Linked DNA regions of Zea mays: regions 1, 2 and 4 are each linked to region 3. A link is a contact called in public Hi-C data. All regions are on one chromosome and are shown on one strand. Each heading gives the region's core, a stretch centred on a gene start, on an enhancer-like site or on the middle of the called end of the contact. The rest is flanking DNA. Distances are from core to core; before and after follow the strand shown.

The links. Hi-C and Micro-C count contacts between places; a contact is called where the count stands out from the background.
Region 1: a Hi-C map of leaf shows a contact between it and region 3, with 3 times the contacts expected there. The contact joins the promoter of LOC100282879 here to the promoter of LOC100273102 in region 3. A contact is called at or near these places in 8 of 25 Hi-C or Micro-C datasets (ear, endosperm, leaf and 1 more).
Region 2: a Hi-C map of ear shows a contact between it and region 3, with 4 times the contacts expected there. The contact joins the promoter of LOC100274062 here to the promoter of LOC100273102 in region 3. A contact is called at or near these places in 3 of 25 Hi-C or Micro-C datasets (bundle sheath, ear and tassel).
Region 4: a contact with region 3 is called in a Hi-C map of ear, with 4 times the contacts expected there. The contact joins the promoter of LOC100382784 here to the promoter of LOC100273102 in region 3. A contact is called at or near these places in 9 of 25 Hi-C or Micro-C datasets (ear, endosperm, leaf and 2 more).

What each region holds. Positions count from the first base shown.
Region 1 is chr6:107,003,884-107,006,784 of Zm-B73-REFERENCE-NAM-5.0, forward strand. It overlaps LOC100282879, which reads left to right and starts at 1,461. Exons shown (of 5, transcript XM_034059372.2): 1 at 1,461-2,282. The coding sequence starts at 2,076. It overlaps LOC103629709 (PX domain-containing protein EREL1), which reads left to right. Exons shown (of 10, transcript XM_008650820.3): 9 at 89-307; 10 at 486-1,133. The coding sequence ends at 764.
Region 2 is chr6:106,965,046-106,967,756 of Zm-B73-REFERENCE-NAM-5.0, forward strand. It overlaps LOC100274062, which reads left to right and starts at 1,452. Exons shown (of 14, transcript NM_001148441.1): 1 at 1,452-1,924; 2 at 2,137-2,271. It overlaps LOC103631267 (zinc finger protein ZAT5), which reads right to left. Exons shown (of 2, transcript XM_008652213.4): 2 at 1,013-1,914. The coding sequence ends at 1,473.
Region 3 is chr6:106,814,640-106,817,339 of Zm-B73-REFERENCE-NAM-5.0, forward strand. It overlaps LOC100273102, which reads left to right and starts at 1,436. Exons shown (of 10, transcript NM_001147551.1): 1 at 1,436-1,719; 2 at 2,021-2,072; 3 at 2,164-2,221. The coding sequence starts at 1,488. It overlaps LOC103629707 (heptahelical transmembrane protein 1), which reads left to right. Exons shown (of 4, transcript NM_001346971.1): 4 at 1-228.
Region 4 is chr6:106,981,288-106,984,165 of Zm-B73-REFERENCE-NAM-5.0, forward strand. LOC100382784 reads left to right here and starts at 1,603. Exons shown (of 7, transcript XM_008650819.2): 1 at 1,603-1,870; 2 at 1,981-2,162; 3 at 2,251-2,358. The coding sequence starts at 1,865. LOC111589528 (a long non-coding RNA gene) reads left to right here. Exons shown (of 2, transcript XR_002748569.1): 2 at 548-742. LOC118472222 (a long non-coding RNA gene) reads right to left here. Exons shown (of 2, transcript XR_004850238.1): 2 at 2,270-2,878.

The DNA.
Region 1 (2,901 bases), core at 211-2,710, 190 kb after region 3:
CTGTCTGTCCACTGAAAATGTCTGTATTCCGTAGTTCGAATCTATGCAATCAGTTTATTTTCATGATTTTTATTTGTTTTTGTTTCAGAGAGTTATTATTAGAGATAAACAGAGGTCAGCACGTGCAAAGTTATGCCGAGTGAAATTTCTTCATGAGTGTCGACTGCTGCATGAGCGTCTACTGGAATGTAGTGCTAAATTTCTAGCAGAAGAACAAGGCAATTTTACTATTGATCCTTCGTCCTTGCCTGATGCATTAGATCTTCTAGCAACATCAGACAATAGAGTACGCTTACTCATTGCTGAGGTAAACTATAAATGTTATTGTAAACTTGTTTCTTTTGATTCATAGAGGAAGAATATTGTTCACACTGGAATGCAATTTCCATGGATGTACACTCCACAGTTTTAAATATACTTTCTATTAATTCTACTACTTTTAAATTTCGATATCTGTAATCTATGCTCTGCACTGGTCTCTCCAGGCTCAACTTTTAGCACGAGATGATGAACAAGGCTCTTCTGATGATGGCGACAATTCTGATAGCATATCGTCATTAACTATGAGCTGGGAAGATGCAAAAGTTACAGATGAAGATGCAACGAAAATACTTTCTGATCTACTTATTGACAACGCGCAGCTGAGGCTGCGTCTTAATGCTGTCATCCGCAACGCTGTAAATACTGCCGTGAAGCCAGAGAAAGAAGGTAGTGGCGAGGTTCTTCCCAAAAAGACAGTCCTTAACTGGTTGTTAGACAGATGAGAACACCTATGTATATTCCTGTGATTTAGGTTTCAAACTTACGCGGCTTGACCAAAATTATATGATGAGCATACCTATATAGTGCCAGGGCAGCATCAGGATAAAAGTTTCCGGCCATGAGGGAAGAAGATCCTGGAGAAGCGTGCGTTGCTGCTGTACGGTTGTTTATTTACACATGGAAATATCGGAGGATAGTATATTTAGGCCCGTTTGGTTCAGGGCAACTAAACTTTAGTTATTTTTAGTCTCTAAAGAAGCAAACAGGGTGACTGAAAGTAGGTGACTAAAGTTTAGTCATCTAGTCACCAAATAAGTGACTAAAAGTGACTAAAGTAGGATTTTTACCTTTTACCCTCTCTCTTTATTGTCCTTGCTGTTGTCACCCTCTGATAGAGGTAATGCAGTTATTATTCACACTAATTAATACTCTTTAAACAGTTTTAGTTACTGAAACCAAATATGATATTTTAGTGATTAAACCTGACTAAAGGAACCAAACATGACCTCAGTGATCTTAGTGGGGTTGCCACATTGCATTACACTGGCGAGGGCAGTCAAAGCTTGCTGAGCTATGCAGAAGCTCGCAATTGGGCTTGGTGGACTGATGGAGATGTGCGTCACCTACGTGTACAGATTTTTCTGGCTCGCAGCTGGTGAATCTCTAGCTGGAGTGGACGGTTCAAGTGCCAATTATATATTTATTAAATTCATGGGTCTATATCTCCAAATCTAAATGGGGCCTCAAATTCTTTTATTTCGTATGTCACGGTATATCCACAATGGTGGCACAACAGAGCGTGGTCGCTACCAGGAAGATGAGGTCGTTTTTTCTAGTGTGACTCTTGGAGCAAACCATGCAGAGAGTCAAATTCGGGGCCACCTGTCGGCCAAACAGCGCACAGCAAAAGCTGCGGTGTGGACGCGCTCACGTTGCACCGACGAAAAAGGACGCACGGGAATACGTAAAAAATCCAACGTTAACGAGAGGGGAGAAGAAGAGAAATAAAGTGCGAGGTAACCGTAACCCTACCCCCTTGCGAGCACGACCCAACCCATCATCTCGCCCGTCACCCGTCAGGACCCGGACCAAACCAATCAGGCGGCTCGGGCGCGGCGGCGACACAGGGCAAGGAGGCCGGACGTTGGGGGGACCGGGGCTCGACGCCAGCCGTGGATCGCGTGCGGAGGGGGACAAGCGTCTGCCTCATGTCCCGCGACGGCGGGGAATAGGGCGACGGCGTCGGCGGCGGGGATCGGTTGCGGCGGCGTGACGAGGCGGCTGCGGCGGCGGCTCGGGAGGGAGGCGGCACCATGTCTGCGGTAGTCTGTGGCAAGAGGTCCTCCTCCATCTTCGCCGACGAGCTCCTCCCGCCGTCTCCTTCCTCCCCTCACTCCTCCCACCAGCCGGCGGCCAAGAGGTCCCGCCGCTCCCCCTCGCACCGCGGCGGCTCCGACGGACTCCGACCGGAGGCGCTCGTCGACTATCTACTTGCCCTCTTCCCCGACATGGATCCACAGGTCTGCCTCCACCGCCGCCTCACTTTATCCTCCCCCCCTCCCCTTCTATTTCCGCGTAGGTAGTGAATCACTAGATGTGGCTTTTGCATCCCTCTATGATTTACTAGTGCCACCATCTTGAGTGGTAAGCCAACGACAATTTCTTGTTCTTTGTCCGTGAATATGTGAGGCCATGTGAGGTCGGTCCTAGGAGTTTCATCGAAATTTCTTTTGTATTTAATAAGCTGCTACATAAGTTGTTTTTATTTGACAATCTTTTTAAAAAGAGGGAGAATAATTGAGTTTCTAACGATGAAACTGGCACAATTACTAACTCTATATGAGTCATGAAATCGAATGTTTACGAAAGCATATAATGAAACTTTTATGTGTTTCATTGAAGTTTCATTTTATTCTATAGAATATGCAGTATTAGAAACAACGCTATGGAACTCCCCACTGACACTGGCTTGACATTCATTTACTTCCATTGAAATGAAATGGCGGCGCCTTGGGATATGAATCTAGATGCCACTCAGTTGTCGTTGTATTACCCATTCTTATATGCTTGCTTAGATGTCTGCTGCGAAGTGCGAATGTCGAATTGTATTTTAGCATGGACTACCTCTTTTACATTCAT
Region 2 (2,711 bases), core at 202-2,701, 150 kb after region 3:
TGTTTTGCTAAGACTCCTCTCTAGCCACTTGGCTTTATTGTGCTAACATCTAATCAAGTTTTGTGGAATTAAGTTTCAAGTTTTACAGGATCACCTATTCACCCCCCCCCCTCTAGGTGTTCTCAGCACCACTTGCGCGTGGAGAAGGCACGCGGCTCTCTACGGAGTTACTTGACCGAGGTGCTTGGCCCTCGCGTGGGCTTCCCTTTGCGTAGGGGCACCAACGAGGATTAGTCGGGACCTTGCGCGGTTTTGGATACCTCGGTAAAAATACCGGCGCCATCCACGAGAGTTTGCTTCTCTACTTTGCTCTTTAAATTTCCGCATTTACATTAAGCATTTAAGTTTCAATATTGTATTCGTACTTATATAATGTAGATTAAAACTTAGCCATTGCGGTAGAGATAGCAACACTTAGACAAAACCTAGTTTGCACATTATAGTTTGATTATTTGCATAGGTTTTGCTCTAGGGATTTATCTGTGGCCTAGTTTAGAGAAAGTTTTAGAAAGTCCTAATTCACCCCCCTCTTAGGCGTCACCTGTTTCCTTCAGTCCTCGCAGCCATAACTCTCAAATATAATACTATGACTATGACAAGTGCTTTTCAAAAAGCCAATTTGTCAAGATGCTACCTAGAGAAATTTCCATCTATGGCGTTATCAGGTTCAATTACAATACTGCAAGTCTATAACCTCCATAAGAGTGGGTTTAGAGAGTTGTGTACTGTTTTAGCTTGTATACTGTTTTAGGCATATACAAACAATAATGCTCCTTAATAGTTCTAACAGCTATATGGTTATTTATAAACGCAATCTATACTACTTATTAAGGCTCTAAGAGTAGCCTGCCTTTTTTTGTTCTGCCATCGGTAAATCTGGACCGTTCGCTTCATCCAACGAGATCCGACCGTGCTCCGCCCCCTCCCCTCCCCCGTCCCAGCCTTTGGCAACCACCCCGCCCCCACCCTTCGGCGGCGTCGCCCACGAGGGCACGAGGCCGATCCACCGCCAACAGCCCGCCACCGCCACCACCCGCCTCTGCGCCGTCTTGCCGTCCCCGTCCTCGCCCTCCCGCGTGGGCTCGTTCGGCTTCGACGCGCTCAAGGAGACCTTCTCCGTGGACGTGTCGGCGACCGGCGCGCGCCCGCTTCGCGTCCCGCTTGTCGCGCCCTTCACCATCGCGTCCTCGCGCCTCGCCGCGCTCTCCAACGTCGTCGTGCGCGTCGATCTCCGCAGCGGCGCCGTCGGCTGGGGCGAGGCACCCGTGCTGCCCTCCGTCACCGCCGGGGACCAGCCGACAGCGCTCGGAGCCGCGGGCCGGACGTACGCCGCGATGCCCCGCCGTGGGCGCTCTGGCGCGGCCGCCCCCCTCCTCCCCGGTCTCGCACGCGATGCCCCGCCGTGACAGTCGCCGCCCATCAACGGCCTCGCCCTCCTTCCTCCATCGTCCCGCTCGCACGAATCTAGCTAGCTAGGCGAAGAGCTCGAGCAAGACGGGCGGGTCGGCGGCGCCCCCGCGGGCCCGCTGCAGCGCGTCGGCGGCGCGCCAGACCCAGGCATCGGCGGCGCCCGTCGTCGTCTCCTCGCGGTGCCGCCTCATGTGGCCGCCCAGCGCCTGCCCCATCTCGAAGCCGAGCCCGCAGACGTGGCACTCGTGCTGCGCCTGCGGCTCCCTGTCTCCTCCTCCGCCTCCGCCGCCGCCGACGCCGTCGCCGGCCTGCTGATGATGCTTGTGCTGCTGCCTGAGCGCCCTGGCGCCGACGCCGAGCTCGAGGCCGTGGCGGCCCCGCAGGTGGCTGGTCCGGTGGCCGCCGAGCGCCTGGAACGAGGTGAAGGCGCGGCTGCAGGTCCTGCACACGAACAAGCTATTCCATGGCGGAGCAGGATGGCGACGCGGGGCAGAGGCCACCCGACTCCGTTCCGGTAAGATTCGTTACCTTCTGATGGGTTGGTTTGGACTCTTCAATTTCTAGGTCCCGCTGGAGGCGAAAGCTTGCGAGGTAGGAGTACACTTGGGCTTGGAGGCTTGAAGCCTCAGGGTTTACCAATTAAGGGTGTGTTTTTTTCTCGGACAATTGACTTGCAGTGTGATGCTTGCGTCAGGGCTTTGACGTTTTAGTTTGTTCTCTGTCTAGGTTATTATATTGGTTTAACCTTGGATCGCGTTAATTCGGGCCATGAGGAGGTTATTCCGGTGGTTTGATATCGGATCTCGTTAATTCGGGCCCTGAGGAGTTTGTGCGGGTTGAAATCCCCAACACGCTAATTCGGTAAGGACGCCTCAGCTGTTGCTAATTGCAGGAACGATCGCTATTAATATCTCTAATTCAGAAAGGGGGCGGTGATGAGGTTGTCGTTTTCTTTGTTCAAATCGTCTCAATTGCTAATGGAATGGTCAACCCAGGTCAAAACAAAATAAGAATGGTCATAGTTCTGATCTCCGTTCGTTCTGAACTATCTGCTTTGCCAATTTGCTGTGAACGGGAAATGGGTATCATAGGAAGTAATAGCTGTAATATTACCATCATCACTTCTGTTAGGTGGTTCGTGTAGGGGATCAAAATACTAATCAGCATCAACCATTTTTTCGACGATGTGCCAACCACTTCGCACTGTTGTAAGTCAAAAACTCATGATTCTGTACAGAATTAGCAGTGTCAATTTGTTATTATTCTTAAGTTCATAACCTGCCTACATGTTTCCCTGCTGC
Region 3 (2,700 bases), core at 186-2,685:
GGTGTCCGTCCAGTGATCGATACGATATGATGATTGGGAAAGAAGAAACTAAACCATATTTTTTTTTGTTTACACCTTTTCCTTACAGCAGCAGCAGCAAGTGTGCGAGATTCATCGTTAATGACAGAGAGTTGATTGGCGTCAGTCACAGATTCCTTGTCAATTTGTACATAGACGAAGCTCATCGAGTAATGATTGATTAATACATTCTTTCGATCGGTTTGAAAATGCAAATCCAAAAGTTCTTTTTTAAAAAAAAAAATCAAAACGGAGGTTTCGCGTCGATCTGTCTGTGTTGCCATCGACGATAACGCGAGCGGATGGGCTACTCCGATCCGTGCAGCATCCGGTTGCTTTCAGGTCAGGCGGAGTAGCCTAGACGCGACGTCGAGACCGGTAGCACAGGTACAGTACAGGTGGAGCGACTCTCACCGGCCGGGCTCGTCTCATAAATGGGCGGCCGACCCGTCCAACAACCCAACGGACCTGGCTCTGACTGACCTCTCATTCCGTGCAGCTCGCAGTTGTCATGCCCGGCTGGCAGTCGGTCCAATCGGCCGGCCATTATACTGCCGGCCGGCGTCGTCGCCGTCGGCATCCGGGACGGCGCTGCCGAGTGCCGATTGCCAACCCATTCATGGCGTGACCGCGAGTCGTTCCTGCCACCTCCGGGACGGTCGGGCCCCCCCGAGTCGTGTGAGCAGTGAGCTGCCCGCGCGCGGCAGGCCAACAGCTCTGCAAGCTTTTCCGGTATCAATGCTGGCCCTGGCCCAGGCCGTGGCCCCCAAATGGCTCTCACTATCTAAATCATTACTTACTCGCTATATAAATTATTAGTCGAAGAATAATTTATGTAGAAATGCTTTATATTTTTTTCATACTCCAACAACAGTTTTATATGTTTTGCGCACTCTAAAAACAACAATTATGCTTCTGTTTGTGTGGAGTCAAATGCCGTCCATACTGGGACCAATCTTCGTTCTCACTTCTCCATCACATATTCACATAGTATTCACAGCGGATCTTTTTTTTTTCAGGTGGCTATACAACATAGTATCCTGCAAAACCCATAGAGGCCAAAGCATTTTGTGTTGTTGTTGACAGCAAAACTTCCTACTGCATTCAAAGACCTGCCTTTATAATAGATAATGAAGTTTTTTTTTTTTTTGCAACTGCGACGAATAATATAGGCCGGGACCTCCTCCATAATCCGGTCATTGCGGACAGTCCTAGGCTCCTAGCAGCTACCACAACGAACATGATGTATTTTTACCAGATTTTACAGTCCTAGTTCTTGTTTGTTATTTCATGAGAGTATCAGGCCACAAAGAACATGGGCCGTGCTGCGCGGAACACATACATGGGCTCACACTGGACCAGGAGGGGAGAAGAAACACGGAAGGGAGGCTCTCACCAGTCACCACTCACCTGACGGCTGACGACGAGTGAGCGAGAGGAACGGGGAGAGGGAAGTTAAACGCGCGGCGATGCCGGAGCTGCCGGAGGTGGAGGCGGCGCGTCGGGCGCTGCAGGCGCACTGCGTGGGGAGGCGCATCGCGCGCTGCGCCGTGGCGGACGACGCCAAGGTGGTCGTTGCCGCCGCCGGCCGCGCGGCCTTCGAGCGGGCCATGGTCGGCCGGACCATCGTCGCCGCGCGCCGGAGGGGCAAGAACCTCTGGCTCCAGCTCGACGCGCCGCCCTTCCCGTCCTTCCAGTTCGGTCAGTCCGCGCCGTACCACTTACTACGTGGCCTAGACTTAACCTTAACCATTATTTGGTACTAGTACTACTATAGCTTCGGTGCTCCGCTAGTGCTTGGCTGCCTACCCAGTGTATTGTTGTTATTCAGAAAATTGGTAGTTAGAAAGGGCACCTTTGTCTTATACTGCTATGCATTTGGTCGAAAATTATAGCTGTTATCTATGTTTAATTATGCTTAGCAATCGCATGGATTCTGCTACTTTGCGCTGGTCTAATACTAAATAGGTGAGGGGTTATAAGAGCATTCTTTGGACTGCAGGGATGGCAGGCGCGATATATATCAAAGGCATTCCTGTGACGAATTATAAGAGGCAGGTGATATTTTACCGTTTTATACGTACGTTGTGATTATGTGAGTTCACCAATCGGTTTCTAGGAAATAATTTCTTCACAAGGCTGCAGATCCGTTGTTAATTCCGAAGAGGAGTGGCCCTCCAAACACTCTAAATTCTTTGCTGAGGTAATTATCCCAAACACAGTGTCGCATCAATTTTGTTTTCTAGCATGGCACTCACGCTCTTGTTGGTTATATGTTACTTTCGCAACTCGGATTGTACACTGATAAAAATGTGATGTCCAGTACAAGTTATTATCAAGTCTAAATCAACATTGATTCCATGTTCTTGCACACTATTTTTTGCTTAGTACAATAACAGTAAAAAAGCAAGAGATATCTTCCAGTAAACTTAGTAAAAAAAATACATCTTTAGATGAGCCAGTTACTAATCATTCAACAAACCACATGGACAGTGGTTGTGAATGCCCCTCACTTGATAACTAGGATATGGAAAGAAACTTGGGGAACATATTATATTATTGATTAATCTCAGTTTCATCTCTGATGGCTGCTTTAATGGTTATTCAGTTCAAAGAGTGAAAGGCACAAATCTCATTTCAGTTTCGTACTAGCCAATTTGTGTATTTTTTTTTTAAAAAAAA
Region 4 (2,878 bases), core at 353-2,852, 170 kb after region 3:
CTGCGATGATGGTCAGGCGAGGGGTCCCTGCATTGGAGCTTCCTAAAAACTGTAGTGGGTTTTCTGAAGCTAGTGGAACTTTGTAAAGGCCTCGTAGTGTTACCCTGCCTTGTTTTCTTGGTAGAGGTGTATGAGATTCATGACCCCTTGGCAGATGGGTAACATGACTTGTGAGTAAAGATGTGCAACCTCTGCAGAGTGTAAAACTGGCATATCAGCCGTGCTCACGGTCATGAGCAGCTCAGGCCATCACATGATTAATTTATGGAATTAAATTCAATTTATCATTTGCATCGCATTGAGATTATTTATTATTACTTTGATTTATTATTACTAAGGTTTGGTATTTATTTATATTTAGTAAGTGATAATAAAATTTTGACCAACTTATAAAAAGCAATGCTCTGCTTCAATCTTTATTTTGTTGATTAGCCTTACACTTCGCATGAACTCTCACCTTTAGTGAGTTCATGCACATTATTTCTCACAACTTGTTGAGATATGATCTTTTGTGAGTTCACTCTTGCGATATATAAACCCTCTACAGGTGAAGAGCATGTGGTCGAAAAGGAGCCGCACAACGAGAAGTTCGACTTGATCTAGGTGGCGTCTTCCGGTCAGCTCTGTGGCGCCAGAGAAATAATATTTAGTTCGTTTTATATTTATCATTTATTTTGTAAAACTTACGCTATGTAACAAGTGAATTTATGATATTTATGATATTTATCTCTATACGCTCTTTTATTATATGTGTTGTTCTTACTTGGCGCATATATAAGACGTACCAGGCTTTATTCCTTAAATTCGGGTGTGACAGGAGATTAAGAGAAGATCGCGAGGGCGATTTCTGAAGACTCGTGGGGGCGACAAAGGAGATGAAATGGAGATCTCTGTTGTGACGAGATGACGAGGTTTTCCATTTTGATCAGGGCGAAGAGGACGACGCGGTTTGGGGTCCAACGCGGCCTCCATGGCTCCAACTCCAACACGACATGTCTGCAGAACGATATTAAAATTATTCATAGTATTAAAATTATCACATATACAACGTCCATTTGTAAAGCAATTACTCATAATATTAAAATTACCACCTGTACAATTTTTTTAAGAAAGATGTCGCAGCTGCTGTCTGCAAGCTGAAGGGAACATATGCCACGTTTGACATTTTTAGTTGCAAACTTACGAACATATGTACCACGTAGTTAGGTAGATATGAAAACTCCAATCAAATTTTAAGGTTGAACTTTGTGAGACGATAAGTTAGCACTACAGTCCTGAGGTTGCACATCGGACCTATGTATTTCAGCTTGTGGCCGCTTTTAGAGTTTAAACCACTGGTTTTTGAACTTTCTAAAATCCAAACAACTTCTATAAACTAAAAGTCTAAAAGTTTATCCTAACGAGCTTTTAATTCTTGGTTTTCGAAAGCCTTTTTACTTTTGAATAGTCTAAAAACTGACGTACAAAATGTACAATAAACTGAAACAAACCGCCCCATAAAAAGCCCGTTCGTTTAAAGATGAATTATATGAATTAGAGAAGATTAAATTACTTTCTAGTTAACATTAAATAGGAAGGGTTTAGATATAAATTAATGAGGATTAGAGGGCCTCCAATTTCCCTCGTGCTACCTCTAACCAAAGAGACCCTCATTTTGTTCGACGCAGAACCAAACAAGCCGGGACTGGACGCGGCTCCGGCGTGGCATCGCTGGACCTTCTTGCTCACCAAGAAGCCCAACCCGGCCTCCATCAAAGCCCACAACCGTCGTAGTCGCTACTTCCCCTCCGATCGTCGACGACGACGCATCCACCCGAGCCCTTCTCCGCGAAATAGCCGTCGCCGCACTGCCGCAGCTCCGGCTATGTCAGTGAGTACCCCCCCCCCCCCCCCCCCCCCCCCCCCCTCGCCTCCCGTGTCGTCCCTCCTTCTCGCCCCGGATCTCGAATTCCTTACAGTTTCGCCCCCTGCCCATTGCAGATCTTCGAGTACAATGGGTCCGCCGTGGTGGCGATGGTGGGGAAGAACTGCTTCGCGATTGCCAGCGACCGGCGGCTCGGCGTGCAGCTTCAGACCATCGCGACAGACTTCCAGAGGGTGTTCAAGATCCACGACAAGCTCTACATCGGCCTCTCAGGGCTCGCCACCGACGCCCAGACGCTGTGAGTCGCAGTTGCCGAATTCTCCCCGCCCGCCCCCACGGCCTGTTCTCTTCGGTTCAGCTGCTTAGGGTTTTAGGTCCCTCCGCAGGTACCAGCGGTTGGTCTTCAGGCACAAGCTGTATCAGCTGCGCGAGGAGAGGGACATGAAGCCTGAGACCTTTGCCAGCCTTGTCTCTGCGCTCCTCTACGAGAAGAGGTGAGGATTTTGCTAGTGCGCTTTTGGGGGAATTGTGTAGGATTCTGGGTAAACCTACTGCGGGTAGTTGTTATTTTAAATTTTGAATGCGCTGCCAGACCGTGGACTCTGTAAAGAGATGCAAAACTATGTTGGTTGCATGCTGCTGAAGGATTTGGTCGTAGGAAGCTAGTGCTACCAATACCTTGTACTGTGATGGTATTGGGGATGCAGAACTTTGGAGCTAGATCTTTATATGAAACGCTTTGCCTTTTGGACGGACAATTCCACCAACGGAGTGCTTCAGATACACCTTATATAAAACACTAGGTAGGTGCCCGTGCGTTGCAACGGCATCCAATCAGGCATATATTAATCTTTCAATTATTCATACTTGCCACAGAAGTTAAAAAATAGTGTAAAACATAGATATGAAATAACAAATATCAATATGATATGTAAAATCTGTGTGACAATATAAATATATAATATTATTATAAATATGTCAACTCAAATAAAATCAACTGATGTCGAACAAACA